2 separate regions of the Rattus norvegicus genome follow, and region 2 is linked to region 1. A link is a contact called in public Hi-C data. All regions are on one chromosome and are shown on one strand. Each heading gives the region's core, a stretch centred on a gene start, on an enhancer-like site or on the middle of the called end of the contact. The rest is flanking DNA. Distances are from core to core; before and after follow the strand shown. Region 1 holds the start of Cnksr3 (Cnksr family member 3). Region 2 has its middle 31 kb from the start of Scaf8.

Region 1 (3,173 bases), core at 458-2,957:
GGATAATGGGACATACACCAGACACTTCACTGCTGGGACAGCCCCTTCCAGTGACCTATATATGACTCTGGCTTGAGAAATGACAGGATGGGGTTTCCACTGTGCCACAGCCATGGGTAGGGCAGTCTGAAAGATGACCTGAACACACCGGCATCACCTACTTCACATCTGCGGAGATGGACAAAGACAGAGCAGTTAGCCAAGTGTGAAGCACACTACAACTCCTGTGACTTATTCTTCACCTGGAAGACCAGCGGGGGGGTGGGGGGGGAACCGCGGGGTGGGGGGGGGGGTCTGGATAACTTGAAACAGATGTTGAAGTGAGGAAGTGGGACCCCTGAGACTCCAGTGGTTGATTTCACGAAAGGGTGAGGACAAAGAGAGTTGAGTACCTCTGGCAACTGTCCCTAGCAATCATGAGAGACAAGATAAAGTAACAGGGACACTTCCACTCCTGCTGCACCGCCCAGCACCCACTGGTTTCCTCTTCCCAAGAACTGTACAGAACCGGACTGTATGCAAGACCCTCAGCTCCCTCTCGGTGCTTAACTGGCCTCAAATGCTGCGCCCTTGGGGGTCCTGGCACCTTCAGAGCTGAGTCCCTGCCTCTGCGGGAGTCCTGGCGCTAAGGTTCTCACAGGCGCGAAAGCCAGTTCGCCCTCTCCAACCCAAACAAACAGGCTAGGCTGGCCGCAGGAGTCTTGGTCTACCTGCCCATCTGCCGGGTCACGCCCGCGGATTGCTTCTGGCCCGCAACCTTTACTAGATCCAGGGGCAGTCACCCACACAAAGACGCCTTGTGCCTCTGCGTTTAACGACAGGCAGAAGTCTCGGGCACCGTACCGGAACAGAGCAGTGAGTACCCTGGCGCCAAATCCCTAGTCCCACATTCCCAGGCGATCTTCCCATCCTATATAACTCCCTGGCTTAAATATGGGTGTCCCGTCGACTGCACACAACGCGCACCCCCACGAAAAGAAAACGATCGGAGCAGGCGCATCAGAAAGGGGCGCATAAGCCGCTCCGCAGAAGTTTGCTTTGTCGCCCGCAGGAGGGGCCGAGCACCCCAGTGCCCAACTCTTGGCCCGCCCCAGCTCCCCGGCTGCAGGACGCCGGGGTCCTTCACGGCCCGCTCACCTCTAGTCCAGTCCACCACTTGTTTGGGGCTCCACTTGGTCACGGGCTCCATGGTAAGATGCTTCTCTACCCGCTGGGCTGGGGAGTCGACGGCGGAGTCCTGAAACTTGCGCCCGCAGTTGTCCCTTGCGTGTCCCGGGCGTCCGCTCAAGCCTGCATGGCCGCAGTCAGCCAGCCATCGCGCAGCGGCTCAGCGAGGGGAGTGCGGCCCTGGGTCCCTACGTACGGGACAGCTGTGTCCGGTACGGCTGCTCCCCGCAGCTACCGCCGTCCAGCTGCAGTTCTCCCCCACGCAGCTCTGGGATACAGCTGCTTCTCCGTGACCACCGCAGCAGCGGGCGCAAGATTGCAACCTCAGACCCCAGGCCCGGGGCTGCTCAGGCGTGGAACTCTCCTGGCCGGGAACTTCTAGGTCGGCTGGCCCTCCGCAGCCCCTGCGAGCTGTGTCCGCTCCCGAGGTCCTCACTCCGCGTGCGCCGGTGCCTCGAGCCTTCCCGCCAGCGGGTCCCACCTCCTGCGCCACCGTCGCGGGCCGCCCGGGAGGGGAAAAACGCAGAGCCTGCGCGCTCGGGTAGCAAAGTTTCTGCTCCGCTCGCTGCTCCCGGAATAAGAGCGGGGGCGGAGCGGAGCGGGAGCAACACGTGGGAGGGGGCGGAGCCGAGTGGGAGCAACACGTGGGAGGGGCGGGGCCGCGATGACGCGGACTCCAATTGCTTTCCCTCCTGCATCCCAGCTTGGGACTCCCCGGCTCTACTTTTCCTTTTCAAGGAGTGAGCTGTAGCTGCTGCTGGAGTCCTGGAGAGCCGCTTGGCTCCCAAGAGGTCCCAGTTTAGTGGCAGCCGAACCATCTGAATCCTGTAAACAGTTTTTTTTCTTTGTTTCTTGGTTGGAGATGTGTACGTTCTTGTTTTAAAAGCGTCAAGTCGCTATCTCATTTAGCCATTCAGGGGTCTTTTAAGTTTCCTAAAGTAGGCCAGTTGTGCTTTGGACAAAAGGACGGCGGTATACCACTGCTCTCAAGGCCGCTACATTGTATCAACTCTTCGCTCTAATAACACTAGAACGGCAGCTCTTCGAGTTGTGTTTTGCCATAATGCAATAGTCATATTTTCAAAATGACCTAATGCTCGATTCAGATTAGTCATTAACCCTAAGGCGAAATTTGTCAGTGAGCCAAAAAGAAAAGAAAGAAAAAACAGAACCTTATCCAGTTTCAGTCTCTGACAAGAGAAGGAAAACCCTTTCTGTACTGCAAGCCTCAATTTGGAAACAGGGCACCGGTCTGGGGAAAACCCTATAACCTGTGTTTACCTCCCTCCTGCCCTCCTTGCTTTCCCTCCCACACACAAGCAGACACTCTTAGGGCCCCTAGTGAGTCTTCTTTCAATTATAGTTATTGATTCCCATCTTCCCCTTGGCTACTATTAACCCTATCCAAGGAAGAGGCTGCTTGGTATTTGGGTATATTGAGCTGGATCTGTTCTTCCTCTTCCAACTGCTTAGCTTCTGGCGTAAGGGAGTGTTTATTCATTCAGTAAATGCCTGCAGTTGCCTCCCCTGTTCTAAACACTGCGTTCCTATTTGCTCTGTTAGGATAGGTGTTCTTTATTACACGTGAGACTCGCCACTAGTACCCAGATCTCTGTTGTACAGTGAGCGTTCTGGGTGTATAGTGTACAAACTGTCTTAGCCCTCCTGTGCAATTTGTCTATGCAACAAAAGACATACAAGTACCAAAAATAGCGATTTTTTTAAACAAAAGTAATTAATTACCCAACCCAGAAACTTGACAAAGACTTTGAGAAGATTCCTGGTATTTGCCCTCTTTTAAAGAAATGATCGGGGTTGGGGATTTAGCTCAGTGGTAGAGCGCTTGCCTAGCAACCACAAGGCCCTGGGTTCGGTCCCCAGCTCCGAAAAACAGAAGAAAAAAAAAAAAGGAAGAAATGATCTTTGACACCTGTCTTTCCTTAACCATCTTTAATGGCCTCCAGAGTGAAGAACCGTCTTGACCTTTGCACAGTGGGAACTATGCC
Region 2 (3,624 bases), core at 156-2,655, 110 kb after region 1:
GAGGCTTTGGACAAGATTCATACTTGGCGAAAAGTGAATTCATCACAGCCTACCAGCTGGAGAGGGGAGTGACCGGCCAATGTGGGGTAGTGGTGGTGGTGGTGGTGGTGGTGGTGGTGGTGGTGGTGGTGGTGGTGATGGTGGTGGTGATGGTGGTGGTGATGGTGGTGGTGGTGGTGGTGGTGGTGATGGTGGTGGTGGTGGTGGTGATGGTGGTGGTGGTGGTGGTGATGGTGGTGGTGATGGTGGTGGTGGTGGTGGTGATGGTGGTGGTGATGGTGGTGGTGGTGATGGTGGTGGTGGTGGTGATGGTGGTGGTGGTGGTGATGGTGGTGATGGTGGTGGTGGTGGTGGTGGTGATGGTGGTGGTGGTGGTGGTGATGGTGGTGGTGATGGTGGTGGTGGTGGTGGTGATGGTGGTGGTGGTGATGGTGGTGGTGGTGGTGATGGTGGTGGTGGTGGTGATGGTGGTGGTGGTGGTGGTGGTGGTGGTGGTGGTGGTGGTGAAAAGCTAGCCCAGATCTGGAGAAGAGAAGGGGTGAGGTTCCTCCATATCAGCTCTTGGCAGAAGCAAAGCTCACACAGTCCTGGCAACTCCACCTGGAACAGAAGCAGTCGCTCGGGACTCAGCCGGGTTTCGTCCTTCTGTTGTCTCCCAGTTGAAGAACGTCTCTGATGTCTGTCACCCAAAGCAGCTTTGGTGTATATGGTGGGAGAGCGAGGGATGATGGTAGCCTGAGTTTCTTACTCACCAGAAATAAAGAGGGTACTCTGTGAGTTGGGGGAACTCGTGGGTCAGCTAGGCATTTCTCGTTTGGGGTGTACTGTGTAATCTTTACCTTGTTTGTAATCGTGCGGGAAAAGAAGACTTTGTTCTGGGAGGAGGGACGTCCAGGGAAGAACCATCAAAGCAGAGCTGGAAACTCCCCAGTGTTCTGGCTGCTCATGTCCTGGCTGGGCAGGGGAGTGGCTGGGGCACCGAGGGAGGCCTTCCTGTGCAGCCTGTGCTTCTCTGTTGTCACAGCAGCCCTTTTCCTCAGTGTCAACAGACCAGGCCAGGCAGAGCCAAAGGGCTGTATCCCACCCATCAGGAACCAGAACTTAGTCATGAGATGTCTATCTCCAAGTCTGTAACCCAGAATGGAACTGTGCTTTGTGACTTCAGACTGCTTGTTCCTTCTTATCCTCCAGCAGGACACAATCTGCGTTCACCTCCTGTTTAAGCCAACATCATTACTCAGGCGGCCCTAACGAAGCCCGAGACAAGGAAGGCAAGCTTATCCACAGCTCGGCCAGTTTCGTAGGAGCCTTCGGGACTAGGCCTGCTGCAGGGCTAGCGTTCCCTGACTTAGTAAGGACTCAGACGTGGCTCCGGTCCTCACCAGAAGCATCGCTTTCCATCTTCTACCTTCTCTAGAGAAGGATAGTTCATTTGTGGAAGGCTGTGGGGGCGGGGGGGACCATCCGGCTGGGGCAGGATTAGAGTTCTTGGACCTTGACTTGTAGGAGAGCCAGTGATGAGCCGCAGAAGTTACGAATGAGAGGGAAACATATGCTGTGTGAAGGGACCGGATTGCAGAATGGGCTCCACTCCACATCTTCTGTGAACTCCCGCCTCCTACCACCTGGTGTAGAAGGTGGCGTGACGATCAGATCCTAACAAAAGGACTGGAGAGATGGCTCTGTGGTTAGGAGCACCTGCAGTTCTTCCAACAGACTGGGGTTCAATTCCCAGCCCCCACATATCAGCTCACATCTGTCTGTAACTGCAGTTCTAGACCAAATGACACCCTCGCATAGACATACAGGCAAGAAAACCACCAATGCACATAAAGTTATATACATAAATCATTAAAAATACCCCACAAGTGAGTGGTAGAGAGTGTCATTGTGGAGGCACACTTTTGATCTCAGTGCTCAGGAAACAAATACTTATAAGCTTAAGACCAACTTGGCTCTATATACAAGTTCCAGAATAGCCAGAGATACACGGTGAGACCAATAAAGCATACAACAAAAGAGATAAGACCATAAAGTCATGAGGATCTGGGTCTGGATTCTTGGCAGACGCACAAAACCCAGGCAAGTTCATATATGCCTACAATCCCTGCACTGGAGGGAGGGCCAGGGACCAGAGGATCCTGGGACTACTGGGCAAGCAGACAAGCAGAAAAATGACAAGATCATGCTCCATGAAAGACTGTCTCAAAAAACAAAGGGAAGGGCAACAGAGGAAGACATGCACACAGACAGACAGACAGACAGACAGACACACACACACACACACACACACACACACACACACACAGATATACAGACGTATATGCATGGGAAAATAAACATTTTTTTAAGACTGAGTGAGTTTATCAGTCCTAACCATGATACTAAACAACTGTCTCCTCCTGCTTAACAGGGTAGGTAGGGAAGGCATTGATCAGTTAAAAAAAAAAAAATGCTTTGTTTACAATGAAATCTGAAACATGGAAGGAAAATGACGTCGTAACTAGGTTTCTGAGAAGACACGTGGACAAAGTCACCAGGCGCCTTCACAAACAGCTTCAGTGGACTCTGCATAAATGCCCGATGTGACCTTTTGTGCCTCTGAGCTACTTCAATTACAGTAATGTCAGAGAAGGTGGCCAAAGCTGGGTACTATAAATTGTGTTCTTCCTATTACTGTGGACCACTGCAGGAAATTCAGTGCGCACCTCCTGTTCAGACTGTCTGGGACAAGCACAGCAGGAGTAAACACAACCTCCTCACCTCGTTTGCTTTCCTGAGAGGTTAAAACAGCACTAACGACTGCATCTAGGCCCTGGAAGCCCTTGCTAACCTGTACGCTCCCAAATGAGCAGTACTCAGTCATACAACATCCAGTGGCTTCACCAAGGTCTGTCCCAGTCAATTAACACACCGAACCACTTTTCCTTAAGAACTGAGAATTCTGTGATGTTAGATAATCATAATTATTAAAAGTCATGGACCTCAGGTAAACACAGAGGCATAGAGGTGTGATGTCAGCACTCAGGAGGCTGAGGCAGGAGGATCATGAGTTTGAAGTCACCTATGAGCTCCTCAGTATATCTTTATGTATGTTTGAAATTTTTTATTATTTTATTTATTTACATTTCAAATGTTGTTCTTCCTTCCCGGTCCCCACTCTGCAAGCTCCCCCAACCCATCCTCCCTTCTCCTCTAAGAGAGTTCTCCCCCACCCACCCACCCACTTTCACCTCACCTCTCCAGCAACCCCCTTCTCTGGGGCATCAAGCCTCCACAAGACCAAGCACATCCTCTTCCACTGAGGCCAGACAAGGCAGTCAGTCCTCTATTACAAGTGTAGCTGGTGCCACGGTCCAGCCCATGTATGCTCTTTGACTGATGGCTTAGTCCCTGGGAGCTCTGAGGGATCTGGTTAGTTGATAGTGTTGATCTTCCTATGGGGTTGTCATCCCCTTCGGCTCCTTCAATCCTTCCCCTGACTCTTCCACAGGGGTCCCCAGGTTCGGTCCCAGTGGTTGGCTGTGAGTATCTGCATCTGTCTGAGTCAGGTGCTGACAGAACCTCTCAGAGGACAGTCATGTCAGGCTCCTGTCTGCAAGCACAAGATAGCATCCATCAGTA

Evidence for each region. Hi-C and Micro-C count contacts between places; a contact is called where the count stands out from the background.
Region 2: a Hi-C map of frontal cortex shows a contact between it and region 1, with 1.6 times the contacts expected there. The contact joins the enhancer-like site here to the promoter of Cnksr3 in region 1. A contact is called at or near these places in 2 of 12 Hi-C or Micro-C datasets (frontal cortex and mammary epithelial cells).

What each region holds. Positions count from the first base shown.
Region 1 is chr1:45,995,214-45,998,386 of GRCr8, forward strand. Cnksr3 (Cnksr family member 3) reads right to left here and starts at 1,708. Exons shown (of 13, transcript NM_001012061.1): 1 at 1,138-1,708. The coding sequence starts at 1,189.
Region 2 is chr1:46,100,731-46,104,354 of GRCr8, forward strand. No RefSeq gene overlaps it. Among named protein-coding and RNA genes, the nearest start is that of Scaf8, 31 kb to the right of the region's middle. Within about 2 kb of position 1,406, at least 20 of the 93 cell types and tissues checked have an H3K27ac peak or open chromatin away from gene starts, as enhancers often do.